Regions from separate parts of the Mus musculus genome. Here region 2 is linked to region 1. The links are chromatin contacts, called in public Hi-C maps. All regions are on one chromosome and are shown on one strand. Each heading gives the region's core, a stretch centred on a gene start, on an enhancer-like site or on the middle of the called end of the contact. The rest is flanking DNA. Distances are from core to core; before and after follow the strand shown.

What was found. A called contact is a pair of places that touch in the nucleus more often than the background predicts.
Region 2: a Hi-C map of liver shows a contact between it and region 1, with 1.6 times the contacts expected there. The contact joins the enhancer-like site here to the promoter of Mdfic in region 1. A contact is called at or near these places in 1 of 39 promoter capture datasets (liver), 5 of 484 Hi-C or Micro-C datasets (liver and uterus), 1 of 115 datasets of contacts at active chromatin or transcription factors (bone marrow-derived macrophages) and 1 of 9 other capture datasets (pancreatic islet).

Annotation. Positions count from the first base shown.
Region 1 is chr6:15,717,627-15,723,514 of GRCm38.p6, forward strand. It overlaps Mdfic (MyoD family inhibitor domain containing), which reads left to right and starts at 3,035. Exons shown (of 5, transcript NM_175088.5): 1 at 3,035-3,337; 2 at 3,561-3,738. The coding sequence starts at 3,645.
Region 2 is chr6:15,890,510-15,896,397 of GRCm38.p6, forward strand. No RefSeq gene overlaps it. Among named protein-coding and RNA genes, the nearest start is that of Mdfic, 170 kb to the left of the region's middle. Within about 2 kb of position 3,437, at least 4 of the 459 cell types and tissues checked have an H3K27ac peak or open chromatin away from gene starts, as enhancers often do. A contact at or near this core is called in liver, where this site is marked.

The sequences.
Region 1 (5,888 bases), core at 1,785-4,284:
CCCTCATCCTACTCTCTGGTACTCATAACCCTACGCTTTCGGGAGAGCAATAGTCAATGATTTGGAGCATTTCTCACACACGTGGCACTTTTCCAAATGCTATCGGGATATAACCTTATTAAGTCCTCATAGAGAAGCTCACTCGTCTTCCCTTTGTGAGGCAACCGCAGCGCAGAGCATTTGACTCACGTACTCCAAGTCAACAGGGAGCAAGATGCAGCTTTTGACCAACTTGGTGACTCTACAACACAGTGTCCTGGTTGGTTCCTAATATTTTTACTTGAATTTTATTCCTTCCCTTGCTAGAGCAAGACGCTTATACTTAATCCAAGGAACAGTGGAATATGGAGAAACCCTGCTGTTTAAGGCTGAAGTCTATCTACTATGACCAGATAGCTTCTCTGAGCTCAGCACAAAATGGAGGACTCCCAATTCTCTGACCTTGTCTGGGAAGCCTGATTCCCCACAACTTCTACCTAGGGGAAGGAACGTCCAGTAGTCCTTGGCAGACCTACAAGTTCAGTTTCCTCTTTTCCTCTTGCTCTTTTCCCAATAAGAATCCACCGAGCAAGTACCTGGGGATTCCTGGAATGTCTCTCCATGGAAATGAGCTATTCACAGAACTTTAAAACTTTAGCCAATGATTTTCACTTACCAGGAAAGTGCCTTACCACTCTCCAAAGTTCATATATACCCTTGGTCCACCCCAATAGAGGTATTCACCCAAGCTAAGATTGGCAAAAGAGCTGTTTCATTGAAGATACTCAGAGAAGGCCTTTGCCCAAATGATCTGTAACACTAAGATTCTCAGAGAAGGTCTCTCTCCTTTATCCCAGTTCCCTGACCTCACTCTCCACCCCTCACTCCTGCAGAACTCCACCCATTTGGGAAACTGGCTGGCTGTCCAACATTCATACCATAGTGAAAGAGGATGTTTTATGCTCATCTTATCAGAAAAGTTAGGTATCTTATGTCATGTGTAAAAGTGAAATATGGTGTGCAATTCGATGAAAAAACATTTATTGGGGGAGATGGCTCTGTGGGAGAATGGCTTGTGTGCAAGCCTGAGAAGGTGTGTTGGGAGAGATAGAAGTGTAGCCTTATAATTCTGGTGTTCCTACAGGGAGATGGGTGTTAGAGACATGTAAATAGCTGTAAATTCAGAAGTCTGCATGCTATCCTGGTGTGTGTAGCTAGGGACAATAAGGGCACCCTGTTCAAACAAGGTGAAAGGTAAGGACTGGAGGCCATCCTCTGACCTCCACAAGGGTACCATGTGCTTGTGACAGAATGAACAAACTGAACAAGGAGATAAACAGTAAGGGGACAAAGAAGAACTTTGCAGAACTTTCTCACTGACTCTTGTAAGCAAAGGCTGTGCTTTGTAGAGCACAAGTTTCCTGTGTGTTCTTTAATGCTGACAAGCCTTCCCCACAACTGACCTGGTCCCAAGAGGTAGGTGTTGGTATTCTGTCTGGACTCCACCCCCACAGTTACCTGGCATTAGCCAGGTAGGCCTGACCCACTATAAAAGGGGCTGATTGTCTCCTCCTCCCTCTCTTGTGCTCTTGCCTCTCTTGCTCATTGCTCCCTTGCTCCCCCACCCCCATTCCTTTCCCCTCTCTCTCCATGTGGTCTCTACTTCTCTACTCTCTCCTTCTCTCTGCCTTTCTCTGCCTCTACTATTCTCTTAACTCCCCTCCCCCTGCCCTGAATAAACTCTATTCTATACTATACAGTCCTGTGACTGGTCCCTCAGGAAGAAGGGATGGCTTGACATGGGCCCCACCAAGACACCCCCTTCCCCACACCCCACCAGCTAGAACATATCTTTATAGCTCTTTCTCTTTTTATGATCACAACAGTAGGTTCTATGTAGTCCAGACTCTTGACACGTTCTTAAGAGACTTAAGGCACTTTTTACAATGTCATCTATGAATCTACAAATTTTATTTAAAAACGGGGCCATATCTATTAGCTATAGGTCACCGAGAAAAATGCCATTTTCTATGGAATCCAAATACCTGCCTTCAGAACCTTTGAAGATTGATTTCTCGGAGTAGTTGAAATCAAGTTCTTGTTTCTTTAGAGGTAAGAAATAGACCTTTTCCGTCAGTTGAAAAGAACTTGAATGGTCACTTTTTGAAGATAAACATTCCTGATGTATTATTAGTAATGATGGGGGTGAGTGAGAAGGAGAAACCATTAAGTTTCTTCAGTTTTGATATGCACCTCCACTGAACTCTGCATTTCACTCAAACAAAGAACAAAAATTAACCAGATGTATAAAAGTTCTTAACAGCCCGTTACACTTGCTCTTGGCCCTTTAGAGTCTGCCACAGTCAGAACATTTCATTTAAAAAGCCACCGACAATGAACCTTTTACGTCTGAGCACAGTTTAGCTTCCCGCAGACGTCACACGGTCAGAGAGGCACTCAGCCTGGGGTAGGACAGATGTGCTCAAGAATGTTCACCTTGCACTCCTGGGTGGCTCTGTGCAACTGGTTTAACCAGATCAGGAATCCTGTCTGACAGAAGTAAAGTAATAAAAAAGAAAAAGATGAAGAGATTAGACAAGTACTTGGGACCTGTGAACAAGGTTTTAAATACACATTTATGTCTTCATAGTACCAGGAAAGTCAGTGTGTGTGTTTGAACACACATGTACATTCATCACACACACACACACACACACACACACACACACACACACACACACACACCCTTCCCTGTTTTCAAAGGTCGCTTCCCTGGGGCATTCCTCAAGATTATTTAATAGTCTATCGAAGGGCAGGATTGAAAGTGGTTTGAGGGGGACTTTCCCAGAAAGGTTGAAGATGTTTGAGCTGCCAAGGTTAGCTCCCTCCCTGTTTTCCCTAACCTTGGTGGGCCTGGGCTAGGGAGCCTGCATCTGGCCTGTCCAGCTCTGGCCTCCTGACCCAGACAGCTCCCTCGCAAGGGAGCTCAGGGCCAAACCTAGGTCGCGCCGCCCCCAACCTCGGGGCTGTCTGCCAAGAGTTCGAGGCCACCCCAATCCGGATATGATGAAAGGGAGCCACAGAGAGAGAAGTGTTTGAAGAGTGTAGGAGTGGCAGCGCGAGGGTGAAAGAGACGCACAAGTGGATCCTAAAGTCCTTCCCGGAGGAGAGGGGCTGCCCGGAGGGAAGGGACGGAGTGCGCGGAGTCAGCGCGGGCGGCTGCCACTGTCGCTGCCACTCCCGGGGCCGGAGGGACGTGGTCAGGCTGCCAGGGCGTGATGGGGCCGCGGCCAGAGCCTCGCTGACTACCGGTGGCGGGAGGAAGGGACCCGGAACAGCCCACGGGGGGGATGCCAAGGTAGGTGGAGGTCCCTTAGGTCGCTCTGCCGCCGAGTCCCCGCGCGTCCCCTCCCAGCGCGCGCGTCCCGTTCGCAGCGTCCCCCCAGGCTGCTTTCAAATCCTAACTTCCCTGGGGTGGAGTTGGAGGAGGGACGCGGAGGGGGAGGGAATGGCCCAGGCATTGCGGCGTGCTGTGCTCTAAAAACAGTTGATCCTGCTGTCCCTTTTGCTTTTCCCGCCAGAGGCAGGCCGTTTCCTGCACCCAGCACCTAAGCAGCTGGGGTCCGTGCACCCCGCGGGGACGGCTCTGGCTCGGAGCGTGGCCCATGTCCTGCGCGGGTGAAGCCCTCGCTCCCGGGCCCGCGGAGCAGCAGTGCCCGGTCGAGGCGGGCGGCGGCCGGCTGGGCTCCCCGGCCCACGGTGAGTAACAAGTACTTGCGAGTTGCGAGTTTCTGGGACGTGCTTGCACACTTAGGGATGGGTGGTGGTGGTGGTGGGAGTGGGGAACTGCGAGGATGGGCTTCAACTTCGGAATTGTGAACTTTTGCACACTTATGTTACTTAAACAAGTCTGCCAGAGGATCACTGCCCCAGATCAACAACCGGATAGGAGGGCGGGATCCCTGGCCCCTCTATTCCCTTTTCTTGCTAGAAACTGGTTGACTAGATGGCTTCTACCTTCTGCCTAAGCACTTCTTGGCCTGGGACTCAGGAGGGGTGTGAAGTCTCCAACCCTTGTCTAGTACTCTTAAGTTCTTATGTTCTTTTCTCATGCAGGGCAGTCTCTGCTCTCTGAGCTAGCGTGGGCTCTCCTCATCTTTCTGGTTCTTGTGGGGTACTCTGACCCCCAGGTTAAGCATCCAGGTTTCTGAGACCAGTTTCTTTTGGAATGGCTCGTGCATATGTTTTCAATAACGTTTGTTTTGGAATAAACACGTTCCAAGAATGAATTAACTCTTTTGAGTTCTTCCAAAGGGAAAACAAAATCGTTTGCTTCTGGGAAGCTTCCATAACCACATTTTAAAATTCTTTGAAGGTAATAGACTTCAGGTGCTCTTTGGTGGCAGAACCAGACTCTCACCATTTCTCTTCCCTTTTCCAGTAAGGACAATTCCAATGAGGACAGTTCTGACTGGCAGACACCAGATAACTTTCCAGCTCTCCAAAACTCTTGATTTTAAGCATGTCTAAAATCTTGTCTCCCAGTACCCAAATATATACTGCCTTAAGTTTCTTTCTTCTCTTTTTAATTCGGGGGGTGGGGGGTGGGGAGGGGGGGGAGGAAAGGAGTTGCTGTTCTAACCAGAGTAGATAGTAGCAGAAAACATCCAAGCGTAAATTGAAATGTTATGTTTATCATTTCGATTTAGAAGAGTGACTCATTTCTTTTCCTAAACAGAGAGAATCCAAGTGATTAGCTGTAGAGAAGAACCAGATTGATAAACACGTTTTCTCAGAAGCAGCCCGTCTTACACACACTGCATTGTCAACATTGTCATCTCCCTGCCATTAGCCATGCCCGCCCACCCTCCACAGTCATAGCCACTCGTCGATAGGCTCTTTATACTCCCACTTCAGTCATTAATCACTCCTGGTAAACAATGCTTACGCCAAAAATCAACTGCAAACACTCCAGGTAAAACTATTGGGCCGGGTGTGGTTGTGCACGCCTTTAATCCCAGCACTTGGGAGGCAGAGGCAGGCGGATTTCTGAGTTCGAGGCCAGCCTGGTCTACAAAGTGAGTTCCAGGACAGCCAGGGCTATACAGAGAAACCCTGTCTCGAAAAACCAAAAAAAAAAAAAAAAAAAAAAAAAAAAAAAACCAAAAAAAAAAAAATTGGATTTGGAAATAGCCAATACGCACAAAATCTAGTGTTAACGCTAGGGATGGTTAAAATCTCCTGGAAGAACTTGTCATGGTACCTCCTGTGTACAAAGCTGCTTGGTGTCAGGTGATCTGCGCACAAGGAGGAAGACATCTCAAAGGGCCTGAGGTTAACGCTAGCTGCATACAACGTGTATATCTCTCTATGGAAAACCAATGTCCTCTTGCAATTGAACATTGCCTTCCTCCAATAGTCCCACCTGCTCACCCTATCGCTGGGAAACAAAACATAGTGTCTGAGCATAGTAGGACACTAGTGTTCAGTTAATCAAAGTTTAGTTTTAAAATTCTACACACTAAATTAAGTAAGGAAAATATAACATTTAAGGGACATTTACAGAAGATATTTGCAAAAGAAAAAAAAGGAATGTGAGATATGTCTTCTGCCGTGTTAAACACACTTATTATATGTGCACCTAATATATGTAAAAGCACATTTAGTATGTTGTGATGAACTATTCACTATGTTAACCCAAGGTGTAATTCTTAAAAATTGGAAGTAATCTTAGGGATTTTTAAAATCTAGTTTGAACCTCCTAATCAGATTCTGGGCTCCTTTCTAGAACCTGGAATGTGGGGTTGAGAAACGTAACATGATAGCCTGCTGCATTTTCAACACTGAGTTTGCAAGGTTTTCTTTACTGAAAGGACAGTCCTGGACGCGGACCTTTCCGCTGTGCTTCT
Region 2 (5,888 bases), core at 2,187-4,686, 170 kb after region 1:
AGAAACTGAGTCTCCTTTCTATAGTATGCTATCATTTGTCATCATAAAACAGTGAAAGCAACAACTCAGAGAGAGAAATTGTGACATGAAACGAGGTAGAGATATACTGAGTCCTTAGAATCAGGATGCCCAGTAATCTATGAACTGTGTCACCATGCCAATGGGCCTGTCGTTCCAAGACCATGCCTGTATACGTGCAAGGGAGGGAGAACTGCCAGACAAGGCTTGGCTATAATAAATCAGTTTATTTTCACAGATCTGAAGTGATAGCTTTGTAATTCCTATCTCATTTTATCTCCATGGCTGGCTCACTGTTTTCCCAAAGCAATTTTTTTTTTTTTTGATTTGTTGAGGAACTTTGGTTTTTTGGGGTTTTTTTTTTGTTTGTTTGTTTTTTGTTTTTTGGTTTGTTTTTTTAATTTTATTTTTTCCCACATTTTTTATTAGATATTTTCTTCATTTACATTTCAAATGAAATCCCAAAAGTCCCCATACCCTCCCCCCAACCCTGCTCTCCTACCCACTCACTCCCACTTCTTGGCCCTTGCTTTCCCCTGTACTGGAGCATATAAAGTTTGCTAGACCAAGGGGCCTCTCTTCCCAATAATGGCCGACTAGGCCATCTTCTGCTACATATCCAGCTAGAGACACGAGATCTGGGGGTACTGGTTAGTTCATATTGTTGTTCCACCTGTAGGGTTGCAGACCCCCTCAGCTCCTTGGGTACTTTCTCTAGCTCCTATATTAAGGGCCCTGTGTTCCATCCTATAGATGACTGTGAGCATCCACTTCTGTATTTGCTAGGCACTGGCAAAACCTCACAGGAGACAGCTATATCAGCGTCCCTTCAGCAAAATCTTGCTGGCATATGCAATAATGTCTGCGTTTGGTGGCTGATTATGGGATGGACCACGGGCAGGATAGTCTCTAGATGGTCCATCCTTTTGCCTTAGCTCCAAACTTTGTCTCTGCCACTCCTTCCATGGATATTTTATTCCGTATTCTAGGGAGAAATGAAGTATCCATGCATTGGTCTTCCTTCTTGATTTTCTTGTTGTCCCAAAGCATTTCTAATTCATCCATTTTCTCCATTCTCTGTTTTTCTTTTCTCTTCTGTACACTGATACCAGAAAGACCGCATCTCCTTGGTGCTTCTCATTGCTAAACACCCACACTCCAGAATCATGAGAGCGTCCTTTGTCAGTCAACAACTCAAGTATAACTTTTTGGCTTTTGTATGTTGTCTTTTAGGATCTCAGAGTGACTGATGCCTCTCTTACTTTCCACGTGTTCAGCTTTATTCCCCCATAGCTGGAGAATTTTCTACTTCTGTCCTAGTTCAACTACTAGTGGTGCCCTCCCATCCCTCCAATTCATCACTGTGAGCCCTCCTATGCCTGTGAGCTCTTCCATCACTGTGAGTCCACCCATCTCTGTGAGTCCTCCCATGACTGTGAGCCCTCTCATGACTGTGCTCCCTCCTATGAGCTCTACCTTCACTGTGCTCCCTCCCATCACTGTGAGCCCTCCCATCAATGTGTTTCCCTTCACTGTGAGTCCACCAATCACTGTGCTCCCTCCCATCACTGTGCTTCCTCCCTTCTCTGTGCTCCCTCCCATCATCGTGCTCCCTCCCTTCACTGTGAGTCCACCAATCACTGTGCTCCCTCCCTTCTCTGTGCTCCCTCCCATGACTGTGTTCCCTCCCATCGCTGAGCTCCTTATTAGATATTTCCCAGGGCCCCAGACACTCCAACTCAACCCTTCTTTTTTTTACTCTAGGAGTTATAACTTCTGTTTATCTATCCTGTTCAGATTTCTGAAATTTCACTTAATTTGACTTTAATAATGAAAGAAAAAAAAAGGTGTTTTGAGTCTTATTTAATGCAAATGAGCTCTATATTAGCTAAGTGTTAATTAAATCTGACCCTATCTCTTTTTTTTGTCTCTCTGTCTCTCTGTCTCTCTGTCTCTGTCACCCCCACCCCCAAACACACACACTTGAAGAAACTGATATTCTCTACTCCTTGGAAAATCTCAGACACAGCAGGACCCTAAGCTTTCCAGTCAGTCTGACCTTACCATCTCTGACATCATCTCTATTTTTCCCTCTTTGAACTATAAAGCATGCATATGTATGCATTCCTATTTATTGTGTGGGATTTTTTTTGATGTATTAATGAAATGTGTAAAATTTTAAGTCTAATACCCATGCCATTTCTCACTATCTCTGTCTAGCCTAAGGCCAGACATAGCACATGCATAAGCTGACATTGCCCACACCTGCTGCTCAACAAGTTGACATGTTTTGCCATCTTAAAATGTGTCTCTTGACTTAAAACTGTTAACCAATGTTTGTAAAAACCAAATACTGTTAATCCATGTATATTTATTATAGAAAGAAAATTACAGTCTTTGGACATATTTTTTACACGTGCAAAAATAAGTCAGAAATATAACTTTAGAGATAATGATCTGTACGTTTTTGAGCAGTGTGAGGCTTTCAGTGTGATCATTACCATATATTTTGGGACAATGGTTCTCAGTGCCTTACAGTTTCTGAGTCTCTGTGGTAGTTCATTAAATGTTTGCGTACAATCTATCATAACTTGTTTTTCCAACACTAATTTAGCCTGTCGCAAATTATCACTTGTTCAGGGAAAAAAAAAAAAAAAAAGAGCATGAGTAACAGTTTCCACTCACCTTGCCAAACTTGTCAGGAACATTCCATCTGTTCTTCCAAAGCTAATGTTTACCTGATACAATAGACAAGACTTGCATCTGAAGCCTGGCGTTTTGTTTTTGTTTATTGCATTAAGGGGAGAGTTTCACCTATGATGCTTACACAGACACCCACCAGCAGGACTTCCATTGACCTTTGTAGAGAACTGTGAAACATTAACAGAAAACCCGATAAAGATAAATTCTTTCTTTACCAATTTAACATCCGGCTGAAGTATCTTCTATTTATACAGATATAAAAGAAATGAGTTAGAGAACTAACTACTATTTTAATCAGGAAAAAGAAATAAGTTTTGCTTTCTAAATAAAGTTAAGCAACCTACTCAAAAATTATATTCTACCACTCTTTGGTTTTAGAACATTTTAGGAAGAACAAAAGCCTTCTGGAATTTTATTTATTCAAAATGGATTTTGAAATATATTGCTCAATAGCGGCTAAACATTTTTTTTTTTGAAAAAAAGGAGTCAACATGTTCTTTCATTTCTCAGTAGTTCAAGCACACCAGCTACACACCGACTTCTTCTTTCATGCCGTACCAAGCTGGCCTCAGACATACATAATAAATGATCCTCAAAGATAATGAATGTTTTGAAGCGTTTTCTTGATTTATGTTACTGGCTCACCAACTATTCCCAGGAAAAATGAGGTGGACTACTTCCAAATATGCCCTCCTCACCTTCCTGCTCACACCTCTCTGTCCTGCCAACATCTTGTTTTCACAGTTGTACTGTATTACCTAGATGCTCACTCTGTGTGGTCCTTTTCTAACAAGGAAATAGAAATAAAGCAATTCCCTGATTGATTTTTTTCTCTTACCGTAATCCTGGCCTCCTGAGAATCTGGAGGTCACTGATTTACTCTCGGCTTCCCTCCTTTCCCACTTTCCCCCAAATGGCTTTATTGGATGGAGAGCAAGCTCACGGCAATGCCTCCTGACTCCAAGGTGAAGAAGATGCCTGGCATAGCACTTTTCCATAGGTGTGCACCTGTAGTTCCAGCTCTGTGGCTCAACTGTCAGGCTGAGAGTCCCTTTGTTCTTTTTTAACCAATTAATTGGGTGCTTCCCTAAAATACCAGGCCACCATCCTGAGCTGACAGGGCAAAATGGTCATCTGAGGGTAACCTGAATAGCTCACAGAACATTGCTGAGCACAGCCATGACCAGTTTGTGACTAGAAAAGTGCCTTAGAAAGTTATTTATTCTGCTGTGTCACAGACTGATAATGGAAAAGATTCCTCGTTTAATCATATCATTCGAAGATATTGTAGGAGTCAAGGTTTATATGTAATACCTCTAAAATATTACTATAGGTGTTCAGCTAAATTCATAGAGCTATTGTGGGAATTTAAACCAGTTTGGAAAAAACAAACAATGAGCTTATTGCACTTTCAGGCTGGCATTAATACTTTGCAACATTAGAGGACAACACACTCATTTTGCTCTGGAATCTTGGGGCCTAGAACCACAAATACATTAAAATTGGCAACAGGGCAATAAAGTTCCTACAGACATTACTGTATAACCCTGAAAGTAAAACAAGTTCGCTTAATGTTTAGAAGGAAAACTTAGCCCTGCAAGTTTGCTGTATTTCACGATGTTAAACCAAATTGCAGAACTTGTGACTCCATGTATTTTTAAAGTAAAAATTTAAAAATGCTTTCCCTTTGGTTAAAAATGGATTCTTTTCTCATACAATATATCCTGATTACAGTTTCCCCGCCCCCTCCTCCTCCCAGCTCCTCTCATTTCCTCTCGCATTGAGATCCATTCTCCTCCCTTTTCTCATTAGAAAGTAACAGGCTACAAAGAGGGAAAACAAGCGATAGAACAAAAGGCATCATGGTGAAGTTAGAGAAGGGAAACCAACAGAAGGAAAAGAGCCCCAAGAGAGTCTACATACACATACATATATGTTCTCTCTGCTTTACCTTCTCTGAGTTCATGTGAGCCTTGCTCAGTTAACTTAGAGGGCCTTGTTCCCCTGGTGTCTTCCATCCCATCTGGCTCTTGCACTCTTCCTGCCTCCTCTTTCATGGGATTCCTTTAGTGACTCCATATTGAAACCAAGTTAGAATTTGGTTGGTAACATTCACAACAATGACGATTGCTTATTTATTCATTATATGCTGTCACTAGGAGTGGAACACATATCACTTTCTTCTGCTTTCACAGTGATTCCACTAGATAATGTATTAGATTCTTAAAGCTGTAAGAACAAAGACCTCCATAACAAATTATCATGTCCCTGGAAACTTAAAACAATGAAAATTTATGATGCCATACCTCCTGAATCTAAAATATCCAAATCCAGCCAGGCATGTGGTACTTCTGGCTTTGAGAGAGTATTTTGTCTTTGAATCTCTGTCTTTGGTAATTCCTAGTATTATTAAGGTGGAGCTACCTCACCCTGACTGTTCCTGTCACTTTGGTGACTCCTGCCCCCTGTAGTTTTATCCCAAGTAAGTAATTTTTTTTATTTTTTTATAAAATGTCAATAAATTTTATTAAATTCAGAATTGAAAGTGAATTCATTATTAAATGCTTTTTATAAGTCAAATTGATAATAATGCAAACAGTTGCGAGAATTAAAATCAAATGAGTAAATTTCTAGAAAGATACTGTACTTGCTGATTTTCTGTGTCAACTTTTTTTTCTTTTTCTTTTTCTTTTTTTATTAGATATATTCTTTATTTACATTTCAAACGTTATCCCCTTTCCCGGTTTCCCTCCCTCTTGGAAACACCCTATGACATCCTCCCTCCCCCTGCTCCTATGAGGGTGTTCCTCTACCCACCCACCAGATGTCCTTCAACGGAGGAATGAATACAGAAAATGTGGTACATTTACACAATGGAGTACTACTCAGCTATTAAAAATGATGAATTCATGAAATTCTTAGGCAAATGGATAGAACCAGTGAGTTGGATAGAACAAATGGATCATCCTGAGTGAGTTAACCCAATCAAAAAAGAACACACATGATATGCACTCACTGATAGTATATTCACCCCAAAGCCCCAAATAACCAGGATACAATTCACAGACCACATGAAGCTCAATAAGAAGGAATACCAGAGTGTGGGTGCTTCGGTCCTTCTTAGAAGGAGAACAAAATAATCTCAGGAGCAAATATGGAGATAAAGT